2 separate regions of the Zea mays genome follow, and region 2 is linked to region 1. A link is a contact called in public Hi-C data. All regions are on one chromosome and are shown on one strand. Each heading gives the region's core, a stretch centred on a gene start, on an enhancer-like site or on the middle of the called end of the contact. The rest is flanking DNA. Distances are from core to core; before and after follow the strand shown. Region 1 holds the start of LOC103646148 (serine/threonine-protein kinase GRIK1). Region 2 holds the start of IVR1 (Beta-fructofuranosidase 1).

What was found. Hi-C and Micro-C count contacts between places; a contact is called where the count stands out from the background.
Region 2: a contact with region 1 is called in a Hi-C map of ear, with 2.3 times the contacts expected there. The contact joins the promoter of IVR1 here to the promoter of LOC103646148 in region 1. A contact is called at or near these places in 3 of 25 Hi-C or Micro-C datasets (ear, endosperm and leaf).

Annotation. Positions count from the first base shown.
Region 1 is chr2:24,091,307-24,098,055 of Zm-B73-REFERENCE-NAM-5.0, reverse strand. LOC103646148 (serine/threonine-protein kinase GRIK1) reads left to right here and starts at 2,440. Exons shown (of 11, transcript XM_020548220.3): 1 at 2,440-2,683; 2 at 2,814-2,938; 3 at 3,221-3,616; 4 at 4,601-4,675; 5 at 4,750-4,794; 6 at 5,769-5,843. The coding sequence starts at 3,245.
Region 2 is chr2:24,294,741-24,301,408 of Zm-B73-REFERENCE-NAM-5.0, reverse strand. It overlaps IVR1 (Beta-fructofuranosidase 1), which reads left to right and starts at 4,255. Exons shown (of 5, transcript NM_001176120.1): 1 at 4,255-5,062; 2 at 6,496-6,657. The coding sequence starts at 4,301. It overlaps LOC109944488 (a long non-coding RNA gene), which reads right to left and starts at 2,607. Exons shown (of 2, transcript XR_002267525.2): 1 at 2,481-2,607; 2 at 1,927-2,414.

The DNA.
Region 1 (6,749 bases), core at 1,191-3,690:
TTGCAAACCTACTCCCCGTTGAGGTGGTCACAAAGACCGGGTCTCTTTCAACCCTTTCCCTCTCTCAAACGGTCACCTAGACCGAGTGAACTTTTCTCCTTAATCAACGGGTCACTTAGACCCCTTACAAGGACCACCACAACTTGATGTCTCTTGCTTGATTACAAGTTGCTTGAGAATAAGAATGGAGGAAGAAGAAAAGCGATCCAAGCGACAAGAACTCAAATGAACACAAATGTCTTTCTCTCACAAGCCACTAAGTCTTTGGAATGAGTTTGGGACTTGGAGAGGATTTGATCTTTTGTTTTGTGTCTTGGAGTGAAGTCTAGAGCTCTTGTATTGAATGCAATGTCTGAAAACTTGGATGCCTTGAAGTGGTGGTGGTTGGGGGTATTTATAGCCCCAACCACCAAACCAACCATTGGGGTTGGGCTGCTGTCGATGGGCGCAACGGATAGTCCGGTGCGCCAGCCACGTCACCCAACCGTTAGGGTTCAACCGTTGGAGCTCTGACAGCTTGGGGCACCAGATCGTCCGGTGCCGCATCGGACAGGTACTGTTCATTGTCCGGTGCGCATTCTGGCGCCTGCTCTGACTCTGCGCGAACTGTCCGCGCACTGTAGCGCTTTTCAGGTTTCCGTTGGAGTCGACCGTTGCGCTGTAGCCGTTGCTCTGCTGGCACACCGGACAGTCCGGTGCTACACGGACAGTCCGGTGAATTATAATGGAGTGACTTTTCTAGAAACCCGAAGGTGAGGAGTTGGAGTTGATCCACCCTGGCGCACCGGACACTGTCCGGTGGCGCATCGGACAGTCCGGTGCGCTAGACCAGGGCAACCTTCGGTTTCTTTGGCTCCTTTCTTTTTTAACCCTAACTTGGACCTTTTTATTAGTTTGTGTTGAACCTTTGACACCTGTATAACTTATAATCTAGAACAAACTAGTTAGTCCAATTATTTGTGTTGGGCAATTCAACCACCAAAATCATTTAGGAAAATGTTTTTCTCTATTTCCCTTTCAGAGAAGACGATAATCCTCGTCGAAGATTTATCTACGTGGGAAATGAAAATGGGAAAAGTGTGCCCTGCGAGCGTCTGTGGGAGTTTTGTTGTCGCAGGGACAGGGATGTAGGGACGAAGGCAGCGGTGGGGTGGGCGGGGCTCGAGCCCCCTACCGCTGTCGAGCCTATGGAGCCCCACTAGAGCCTCTCCTAAGATTTTTAGTGTACACATATAATATAGAATAGACTCTATATTACTGTGATTTAGTTCAGTCCCTCCTATTTTTTTCTTACTCCGTCCTTAAAGGATGGAAAGCTATTCCTCGACGAGAAATTCATCGTTGTCATCCCTTCCCTATCCATGTCCCTCGACGTCATATATTTCGATAAAGTAATAGCTTACAACGATACATAATCCGACAAAAAAATATTAGCGCACAACAATCACCTAACACAACACTAAACTCGGAATCCGGAGCGTCTACTCCTATCATTCGGTTGTTCTTATCCCACTGCCTCCAAAGGCGCATGTGGTGGCAGATAATCGCTTGCCAATGGGGGATCCATGTCCTATATTGTGTTGTAGAAGAATCTGAATGAGCGGTGGAGGCTAGAAAAAGATGAAAAAAATTAAGTGTTAATATAAGATGACAACAAGGAGAACAAGATAGTGCCTGTTGTGGTTTCATCATTAGTTACCTATAAAGAGGCAAATCTTATTTTTATCAAATTAGACATGTGGAAGAAAAACAAATTTAGACCCTTCATAGACGACACACGCAGCTCTTTGAAAGGAGATAAGAAGGGATGAGTTTATTTATTTTACAACAATGTGTTTACCTTTTGGTTAGACACGCGCGTGTTGTATGTGATGTGATCTTTTTCTTTCTTATTTTTCCAATTTAATAACTTTATCTCTTCTATATATACATATTTTGATAGTATTTTTTTATAATTCAAGAAAGTTCGACTTATACATAACTTAAAACTTGTTTCAGGATGAGGAGTAGGGTTGGAAACGAGAGATGAGCCTAGCTCGACTAGGCTCGGTCAACTAATGAGTTAGGCTCGACTCGATTGTATTGAGAGTTCTGAACATATTTTTATCATGTATAAAATAAAAAATATGTACAAAAATCCAATACCATATTTTTAACTATATCTAGCGTTAGATCCAAAAAAAAAGAAAATAAATAATATAGAAATGTAAAAGTGTCATAACATAGCACTACATAATCTGACATGTTTGTGAGTCGGCTCGAACTCGTCCAGACTCAGCTTGCTAAGCGAGCCATAAAATTAATCTTGGTTTAAGCTCATTCAATCTTGTGAACTTCTCCGAGTCGAGAATGAATGGGCCCGAGCCAAGCCTCGATTTTTTTTGAAGCAGATGGAAAGAGTATATTAGAGAAAAGAAGGAAGTAAAAGAAATAAGAAAATAACGATATTGCGTGAAAAGGAACGGGACATAGAAAACGGCCCAGCCGAAGCCCCGTGTGGGTGCGCTCCCCCTAGCCCGGACAATCCCGAACGCCCGGACTGGGCTTACGGCCGGATCGCCGCCGCCATTCACCCTCCCGCTCTCTTTCCCCCTGTCTTTGCGACGACTGGGCTACCGACGCCGACGCCCTCGCAGGTGCGCAGGTCTTCTTCGAGTCCTTCGCCGGCGACGAGCACCCTCTAGTATTTTCCCCTTCTCTTCCCTTCCTGCTTTGCGAAACAGAGCACCCAAACCCAATCCTTAATGCCTACTAACTTCGATTTTTTTTCAATTTTCTGTTCGGTATCCTTACTGGTTCCGCCTCCTGAGTAGAAGGTTGATATCGAGGCGTAGTGATGGTCGTTGTCGTTGGGTCCTTCCATTTGGTGCTAATCTGTCTGGGCGGTGGAACCCCTGGACATTGTTATCGAGCTCAAGTTTAACCCTATCAATTTCAGGTCGAGTACTCGAGTGTGTGCTGTTGCTCTTTGTATACTTCCATCTGGTGTTAATCTGTATGGTACTGGAATCTCTGAGCCTCTGAAGTTGGTTTTTCTTGCATAAGTTTAACTGCAACGATCTGAGATTGAGTGACATTTTTGGTTTCTGCATGTATGCTATTATTGTAGTTTCATATCATCTTCAGTGACGATATGGCAGCCAGGAAAGTAGCAGAAAAAGTTGCGGCTTTTTTTATTCCGGTGTTTTTTTTAACCTTGTCCCTTGTTTTTATCATTTAGGTTTCTGGCACCTACTCATTCTGAATGGCGGACCTTACAGACATCGGTTGCTGCTGTTGCTTTAGCTTTTTAAGGAAGCCCAGTGTACCTGTATGTGAACATCAGGATGCTGATGGCATGTTAACTGAAGATTTACTGAAGCGTCAATCAGCTGAAGATCATGATGGAAGTTTCTACACTGGAGATGATCCTGGGGATGATCTTGATAGAAGCTTCTACAATGGAGATGATCATGATAGAAGCTTCTACGATAGAGATGATTCTGACTATCTTGACGGAAGTGATGATGGACCATCAAGGAAGAGTTCTGAAGATATTATACAGTTAAGAGCTCAAAATGGCTTTGCATGTAGAGAGGTCCCAGTTAAAGAGACTAAAAAAGTATTTCGCTCAGAGGTAGCTCTTTAAGGTTTCAGTTTTTTGTCCACCTGTCTCTTTACTTGCATTTCCATATTTGATTTGAAACAATGTCTATTTAGATTCCACCTAATCTTGCCCACTGTATGCATGGGCTAGTCCAACTTCTCATAAGAACCTGGCGTATATCATATAAAAAACTAGACCAACTTATGAGGAACTAGGTGGCATTTCATAAGAAGAAAATAGGCACCCAAACTCACCTCGACGAAAACTTGAACCTGGGAGGCATACATCCACATCCTTGTCCAACTGAGGTAGCTCAGCTTTCTGGCTTATACCATATCAGGCAACTGACATGTCACATCTCCCATTAGTTTTGAATTTTGATGTTAAGTTTGTCTTTTGGAAAAAGAAAGACTTGATCTATCAGAAGGGTCTTTGCGCGCTTAGTATTTGCACATATTCTTGCTAAAAATGAGCTGTTATTCATGTCCATCAGTAGTTATAGAATGCATACTGGCTAAACATTTTTGCCACAAAAACTCAGAGCTGTACATTGTAGCATTCCAACAATTTTGCCCCTCTTCAAGTGAACACTGGTGATGGAGTGTGATAGGTGCATTGTTTTTACATTTTTGGGTGCCGAATAAATTTTGTCTCTCTTGGAACTAAAAGGCTTTGTTATTGTTGTTATTTCAAAACTATAAAGAAGTAATGTGTCTTTTCCGGCATCTTAAACAACCTGTGCATCCTTCTTGTTGCATGATAGGAAAAGCCTGTTTTTACTTCCCCAACAAAATCTCACTTCATATAACATTTGAGAATAATTCCAAAGCATAACTCTGCATTGGTTTCACTGTTCTGATTAACAATCCAAGAGCTTGGTTGGGTTTATTTCCTGCTTAGTTCTAACAACTGGCTTTTGTATGCCAAATGAAGGTAGCAAGTTGTATGAGAGAAGTTAGTTTTTGCAATTTGCATTGAACATTACAATAATGTTGTTACTTTTGACATGTTAAGGATGAAAATGGTAATAAGATGGTCAACCAATATGTCCACTTGGGAAAGATCGGTTCTGGAAGCTACGGAAAAGTGGTAAGGTACCCTGGATATATTGTTTTTTTTTTTCAAATAGATGTTTAGATTCCTTTTGCTTTGCTGCTAAACAGGTTCTGTACAGAAACATTAAAGATGGGAAGCTGTATGCAGTAAAGGTATTGTTTTCTGCTACTCTTGTGTCAGTAGCATACATGTCTTTTTTATGAACCCTTTTCATCATAAGTAGCAATGTTTACAAGTCGGGCGACCAGCTGGTCGAGTGAGAGGGGCGACCAGGCGACTAATCGCGATTAGGGCGACGATTAGTCGACCTAATCGGTCCTGGTCGACCTCTGGTCGTCCTTTAGTTGTCCTATAGATTTAAGGACATATGTATATGTATATAACTATATATTAACTATATAAACACTGCATTTCTGCAATAATATAGGCATAATTAGTAGCAGACTAGCAGTAATTCAGTAAAAGTGTAAAACTGAATCCATCCAAAGTCCAAAGTCCAAACTGAAAGTAATATTGGCATAATTACTTGCAGTAATTCAGTAAAAAGTACTGCATTACCTGCTGGCTGCTACCTAGAGCAGATCAGCATCCAAACAAAAACGATTAATCGCCCAAAACCAAAGTGAAGCCCAGTACTGTAGATGGGCCAAAAACCAGAGTGAATCCCAGAACCAAAACTGCAACGACCAAAAACGACCAGGAAGTGTTCGACCAGACGACTAATCGCCCAGGTCGACGACTAGTCGGACGACTAGGACGACTAGAAACCCTAATCGCGTCGTCCTCCTAATCGCCCTCTTCCAGGCGACCAGCCCGACTAATCGCGATTAATCGCGATTAGTCGGACGACTTGTAAACAGAGATAAGTAGGCTTTCACGATTACATTTTCTTGTTAAATATCACGATTAGCTATTCTCTACTGCTAGGTGGTACCTATTATACTTGTACTTTATTTCTTTGTTTATGATTTGCTTGCTTCAGGAGTTTGTTCAGTCTCACCATTTCCTTTCCTTTGCTCTCAAGTAGTCAAGTCTCAATACTGTTATTGTTAACCCTTGTATATGTGCTGGGTGCATGCGCTAATGTCTCACTTCTGGAATTTTAGCCTCTGTCCTTCTCTTTCAGGTTCTGAATAAGCCATACATGATGAAAGTACATGTTGTACATACAAAAACTGCCATGACAGATGTTCTTCGAGAGGTGAGTGATTTTGTCAGCTTATCTGAATGTGCAATGATTATATTTTTTTAACTGTCACGCATATGCGACCTAGTTCTCTTTTAAAGTTGTTGCACATGCTTTAGATATGCTATCTCTTTAGGATATATCATCCATGAGCTAACCATTCGAAATGCTGTTTGTTGTTATATATGATACTTGGACATGTAACTGTAAGTAACTTTTCAATTGTACCAGAAAATTTTGTTTTGGGATCCCGGATCCCACAATTTATGAACCTTCATTTACTTAACAAAAGAGAAAGGCAGGTCTAGTGCAGTGGTGAGAGCTGTCTCACTGAGTCACCGGGTCATGGGTTCGAAGAGCCTCCCTGTATTTGCGGGGGAAAGGATTGCCTCGGTTTATCCCTTCCCCAGGCCCACTCATGTGGGAGCCTTCAACATTAGGTCTGCCCGTTTACTTAACAAAAAACAACAACTATGAACTACTCTGATCATTAGTATGTGAGGATGCTTACCTCAGATATCAGGAGTGCATTTATATGATATAAAGGCAACCAACAACATTTATTTGCAGTTATAGTACTCTTATGATCGCATCATGAATCGATGTTCCGCAGCTATTGATAAGCAGTTAACTCAGCACTTTTTGTGCAATAGATCCCCATTTATCCTCTGAAGAGAAAATGATCCAGGGGAGTGTGATACAGAATTCATATGTCTTCAGTTTACACGGAAACTATCTGTTTGCTGTCATTGTTAGTTTCTCTTTAGTTTTATCATGAACCTGTTGATTTGTACTTTTGTAGCTTCATTTCCTTCTCAAATTGATGAAATTCAGTCGTAATCTTGACTCAAGCTGCTGTAAGAGGTTAAATAGATACCCTGTTACTAACCTTGGGATTCACAAGGCATAACAAGTACCTAT
Region 2 (6,668 bases), core at 3,006-5,505, 200 kb before region 1:
CTATCAGAAAAGAGTTTCCCCGTATGTTTGCCTAGAAATTCAGAGAGCTTATAGTCGTCCATCTAACTAATTGAATAGATTGCTCTAGTTTATAGTTTCTCTTGCATGATCTAGTTATATATCACTGCCTACCTACATGAGAAGGTACGGTTAGGAATGATAATGAGTTCTAAATTTTACACTATAAAATTTAAAAATCGGATCGAATTAAAATCGGTATATATTTCTATTCATTTTTTAACCAAAATTAATTCAAAGTCCTAATTAAAAAAATTGTGAAGAAACATTCGGATCATAATCCATTACCACCCTAGGTACAGTGGTGCACATGATTATTGTGTATGCAATGTTGTGACCGTGCCCTAAATAGAGGTCCTGATTTACCTATTGATAAAATTTTATCCTCCATAATTAAGTTTCAGTATATCAGTTTACATACTAGGAATTAGAAGCAAGAACATAGCATATAGCATATTAATTTGATTTTTCCTTGAAGAGGGGAGTTGGGTATGTGAGGATGCTTCTTGGCGGATGGATCGGAGAGGGGCGAGGGCTGTTTCCTGGCAGGGTGTATGGAGAGACCAGTGTTGCTTCCCTATGGCACAGATAGAGTGTCTGTTCTTCTTCTTGGCTGCCGGAGAGAAGGTGGCTGCGGATGGATGAAGAGGGCGAACCGAATGATTCCCAGCGATGGAGATGGACAACGAGGAGCGTGGACACGTGGGAATGGAGGGCAGCAGCAGATCTCGGAATGGAAAGGTGTTTTCTATGGATGGTGAGGACGTGTTTTCTACGGATGGAGTGAGCGGTGATGGCTGGCGTCGGCAGCGCAAACCCTAGCCACCATGGCTGCTGTCGGAGTGAGACGGGCAAGATGAGAGATAGAGCCGTGACGGGAACAAGAAACACTTGGACAAAGGAGTATTTTCCTTCCCCGTGGACCAACAGGGAAGGGGTGAAAAGGCTTATGCCAATTTTGGCCCACACAACATCCAAAAGGTAGCCCGAGATAATTAGGGATGAGAAGGTGTCCCTGTGGAGAATTGATCATCCAAAGGAGCCCTTAAAGTGTAAAGGTCTCTAATTTTTTAGGATTTTCAGTTAAAATGACAAACCACTAGAGATAATCCATATTTTTTATAGCTAAACAATAATAAAATTAAATATCACCTGAACAACAACAACAAAATCTGGCACATAAGTTACGAACGTATTCCTTATATATGATCGCTCTTGTGCAAATCTAATTAGCCTGGTGAATGTCTCTCTTGAAATAAACTTTCTATGGGGTTTTGTTGATTCTATAGTATGACCCATACTCCCTCCGTCCAAGTTTAACTGGCGTTTTAGCTCATTTTATTTGTCCAGAATTATGTGTCGTTTGTGGTCTACACCTCGATGCCACCGTAGTTATCTCCTCGTTTCACATACCCGTTCGCTTCGTTCCCACAACAACAGACTCTTGGCCTCCTCTCATCCACGCGATAAATCCCAGCAGTCGTCGCCGCCCTCTCTCAACCACGAGATGGATCCAGTTCCTCCGCCCTACTATTCTCCATAATCGAGTGAAGAATCTGACCCTAGCTAGAAATGGCGAAAGGCTTACCTACAAGGTCGTCTTCGTCGCTCCATCCAAGCCCCCGTTCGCCAGCGCCAGCACCCTTACATCCGCCCCACAATCCCTCGACGCCGGATGGGGGCGGTGCTGGTAGATTACACATCTTCCGATGAAGATGCAAGGGAGGACGCGGTGAAGGGAGGAGGCAAGGTTGCTGCTTCGGCGATGGAGGAGGAAGGCAAGGTGGCTGCTTCGAAGACGGGAGGATACAAGGTTGCTGCTTCATTAACGGGAGAAGAGAACGCACTGTGCAAGAATGCTGCTACTTCGGCGAATGAAGAGAAAGGAGCAGGCAAGGTGACGACGGGTGAACAACAGAAAGATGCTCCTTCATTCACTTGATACTTCTATTCTTGGGTACTCAATGTCATTAGCACCTGCTCGTACAATTCGGGTTCTAAATCTAGCCTATCAGGTAGAATGCCTAGAGCCTCTAATCTAGACTTGTTCATGTGCGGAGCTTGTATCGACTGCCTCCATTGTTTTTCATCACCTCAATCATGCATGCTTGAAGTGTCAAGAATACTCTTCTTAGATTACTTGGGTTGTATTCTTCGTACTCTTTCTCGACGTTAACTATCCCATATGCGCTGCACTGTCCTGATACTCACATTATGGGCAACAGAAACTAACTGGGTACAGTTCTTGAATAATTTTCCATTGTGGCTTCTTTCTAGCAGTGAACTGTATATTGCATCCCGTTGTTGCTTCGTGGTATTCTTCGCCTGGTATCCCCAATGCTCATTGAGTTCAAATGGATGGAGTACCTCATTTAGATCAGGTAAAACTTCGTTATCTGCATTTGTTGTTGAAACAAAAATATCAATATAACAACAAGTAGAGAAGCAACTGATTGACTTACCTATTGGGAAGCTGTTCAGGTCAATAGCTGACGCCAAAGATGTGTTTGCTGCGGATTCATCTTGTACATCTCCAGGGAAGCTATTCAGATCGGAATTCATGGTGGTGTATTTGAAGGTGTTGTGCTTGTGACTGTGTAACTGGGTGGGTTGTATTTATAGAGCTGTAAATCTAAAAAAGAAGCGCCAGAGATTTGTATTGCCTCCAAAAATTTGTGCTGCCGCCTGTTGTTTCTGAAATTTTTATGAAAAAAGCTCCCGCCAATGTGTTGTTTTGTGGTGAAAAAATGGTGGGAAGAAAGTGACGCCGAAATAAAGCACCGTGGAGGGCTGGAGGCTGTGAACCGTTTCGTGTACTCAGCAGTAATTGCAGTTAATACGTCACGCTAGATCACAGGGGTACATGCGTCTATTCTCTTTGCTGGTATTATGTCTGAGAAAAGCTAAAACGCCAGTTAAACTTGGACGGAGGGAGTATGAATTAGGGCGTGATCTTGGTGACTCGGTCTCCTATCCACTTGGACCCAACAACACAAAACCCGGTGTTCCGAAGCAAAAGGGTCCGTGCTTTCCTCGCCCGATTCGTCCGGTAGCCGCACTTGGCTTCCAAACAATAGCCGAAAGCTTGAAAGATCGTTGCCAGATTGCATCTGTCCTTCCTTCCAAATAAGGCTGCCTGGCTATAAATACTGCTCGCTTGGCGCCTGCTGCGCTGCTCCAACGTTCACCTCTCTCTCTCTCGTTCATCCTTGGCGCATGCCTCCCGTATGAACACGCCCATGCCAGCCACAGCATAAGGCGGCTGCTGTGCCACCGATCGTGCATGCCTCGATCTCGTCTACCATTACTCGAACCCTAGATAGCGAGAAAGCCTGGTGTTTCTGGAGGAGGCAGCCATGATCCCTGCCGTTGCTGATCCGACGACGCTGGACGGCGGGGGCGCGCGCAGGCCGTTGCTCCCGGAGACGGACCCTCGGGGGCGGGCTGCCGCCGGCGCCGGGCAGAAGCGGCCGCCGGCGACGCCGACCGTTCTCCCCGCCGTCGTCTCCGCCGTGCTCCTGCTCGTCGTCGTGGCGGTCACAGTCCTCGCGTCGCAGCACGTCGACGGGCAGGGTGGGGGCGTTCCCGCGGGCGAAGATGCCGTCGTCGTCGAGGTGGCCGCCTCCCGTGGCGTGGCTGAGGGCGTGTCGGAGAAGTCAACGGCCCAGCTCCTCGGCGCCGGCGCGCTCCAGGACTTCTCCTGGACCAACGCGATGCTGGCGTGGCAGCGCACGGCGTTCCACTTCCAGCCCCCCAAGAACTGGATGAACGGTTAGTTGGACCCGTCGCCATCGGTGACGACGCGCGGATCGTTTTTTTTTTCTTTTTTTCCTCTCGTTCTGGCTCTAACTTGGTTCCGCGTTTCTGTCACGGACGCCTCGTGCACATGGCGATACCCGATCCGCCGGCCGCGTATATCTATCTTCCTCGACCGGCTTCTCTAGATCCGAACGGTAAGTTGTTGGCTCCGATCCGATCGATCACATGTGAGCTCGGCATGCTGCTTTTCTGCGTGCATGCGGCTCCTAGCATTCCACGTCCACGGGTCAATGCACGACATAATCGTATCGGTTCGGTACATATATATTGTCCAATCAGCTAGCTTTCGCGTATTGATGTCGTGACATTTTTTTTTTTTGCATTGCACGCAGGTCCGCTGTATCACAAGGGCTGGTACCACCTCTTCTACCAGTGGAACCCGGACTCCGCGGTATGGGGCAACATCACCTGGGGCCACGCCGTCTCGCGCGACCTCCTCCACTGGCTGCACCTACCGCTGGCCATGGTGCCCGATCACCCGTACGACGCCAACGGCGTCTGGTCCGGGTCGGCGACGCGCCTGCCCGACGGCCGGATCGTCATGCTCTACACGGGCTCCACGGCGGAGTCGTCGGCGCAGGTGCAGAACCTCGCGGAGCCGGCCGACGCGTCCGACCCGCTGCTGCGGGAGTGGGTCAAGTCGGACGCCAACCCGGTGCTGGTGCCGCCGCCGGGCATCGGGCCGACGGACTTCCGCGACCCGACGACGGCGTGGCGGACGCCCGGCAACGACACGCCGGCGTGGCGGGTCGCCATCGGGTCCAAGGACCGGGACCACGCGGGCTTGGCGCTGGTGTACCGGACGGAGGACTTCGTGCGGTACGACCCGGCGCCGGCGCTGATGCACGCCGTGCCGGGCACGGGCATGTGGGAGTGCGTGGACTTCTACCCGGTGGCCGCGGGATCAGGCGCCGCGGCGGACAGCGGGGACGGGCTGGAGACGTCCGCGGCGCCGGGGCCCGGGGTGAAGCACGTGCTCAAGGCCAGCCTCGACGACGACAAGCACGACTACTACGCGATCGGCACCTACGACCCGGCGACGGACACCTGGACCCCCGACAGCGCGGAGGACGACGTCGGCATCGGCCTCCGGTACGACTACGGAAAGTACTACGCGTCCAAGACCTTCTACGACCCCGTCCTTCGCCGGCGGGTGCTCTGGGGGTGGGTCGGCGAGACCGACAGCGAGCGCGCGGACATCCTCAAGGGCTGGGCATCCGTGCAGGTACGTTTCAGGTTGAGGCTAGCATGTTTTGAATCTTGCTGGCATCGAATCATTAATTAATGGCCAGATATAATAACTTGATAATCTGGTGGGTTGGTTTTGTGTGGTGGGCGATGCATGGTGTCACACGTTCGGTAATAATGTAGCTAAGCTGGTTAAGGATGGGCAATGGGGTTGCGTATAAACGACAGTTCTGCTACCATTACTTCTGACAACCGATTGAAGGAGACAACGGTAGGGGTAGCCGGTAGGGTTCGTCGACTTGCCCTTTTTTTCCCCTTTGTTTTGTTTTGGATTGTCCAACAAAGGGAAATTAGGATCATCCAACAAACATGGAAGTAATCCCATAAAACATTTCTCAAGGAACCATCTAGACGAGCGTGGCATGATCCATGCATGCATAAACACTAGATAGGTCTCTGCAGCTGTGATGTTCCTTTACATATACATCCCTGTACACGTCCCTGAAAATTGTTCAAGCACAGAGGCCCCGATCCTCACACCTGTACACGTCCCTGTACGCGCCGTCGTGGTCTCCCGTGATCCTGCCCCGTCCCCTCCACGCGGCCACGCCTGCTGCAGCGCTCTGTACAAGCGTGCACCACGTGAGAATTTCCGTCTACTCGAGCCTAGTAGACGGGAAAACGAGAGGAAGCGCACGGTCCAAGCACAACACTTTGCGCGGGGCCGTGACTTGTCTCCGGTTGGCTGAGGGCGCGCGACAGAGATGTATGGCGCCGCGGCGTGTCTTGTGTCTTGTCTTGTCTATACAGCGTAGTCAGAGACTGTATCAAAGCCGTCCAACGACAATGAGCTAGGAAACGAACGGGTTGGAGAGCTGGGTTCTTGCCTTGCCTCCTGTGATGTCTTTGCCTTGCATAGGGGGCGCAGTATGTAGCTTTGCGTTTTACTTCACGCCAAAGGATACTGCTGATTGTGAATTATTATTATTATATATATATCGAATATCGATTTCGTCGCTCTCGTGGGGTTTTATTTTTCAGACTCAAACTTTTCAAAAGGCCTGTGTTTTAGTTCTTTTCTTCCAATTGAGTAGGCAAGGCGTGTGAGTGTGACCAAAGCATGCATGGATATCGTGGTAGAGCTGTCGTTACCAGCGCGATGCTCGTATATGTTTGCAGTATTTTCAAGGAACAATTGGATCTATACCATTAAAAGATCCAAACTTTAGATATATACCATGGACCCCACATGTCATTGACTCATGTGGACCCACATGTAAGTGAGATAGTAATGGTATGGATCCAAAATGGTGATCTTTTAATGGTATGGATCCAAATTTCCCTATTTTCAAATGAATGTCTCAGCTAGCGTACAGTTGGCCAAGTCGACGTGGAGGGCGCACAACAGACCTCTGACATTATTCACTTATTTATTTATTTATTTTGACCATGCGTGCCGTGCACGTGCAGTCAATCCCCAGGACGGTCCTCCTGGACACGAAGACGGGCAGCAACCTGCTCCAGTGGCCGGTGGTGGAGGTGGAGAACCTCCGGATGAGCGGCAAGAGCTTCGACGGCGTCGCGCTGGACCGCGGATCCGTCGTGCCCCTCGACGTCGGCAAGGCGACGCAGGTGACGCCGCA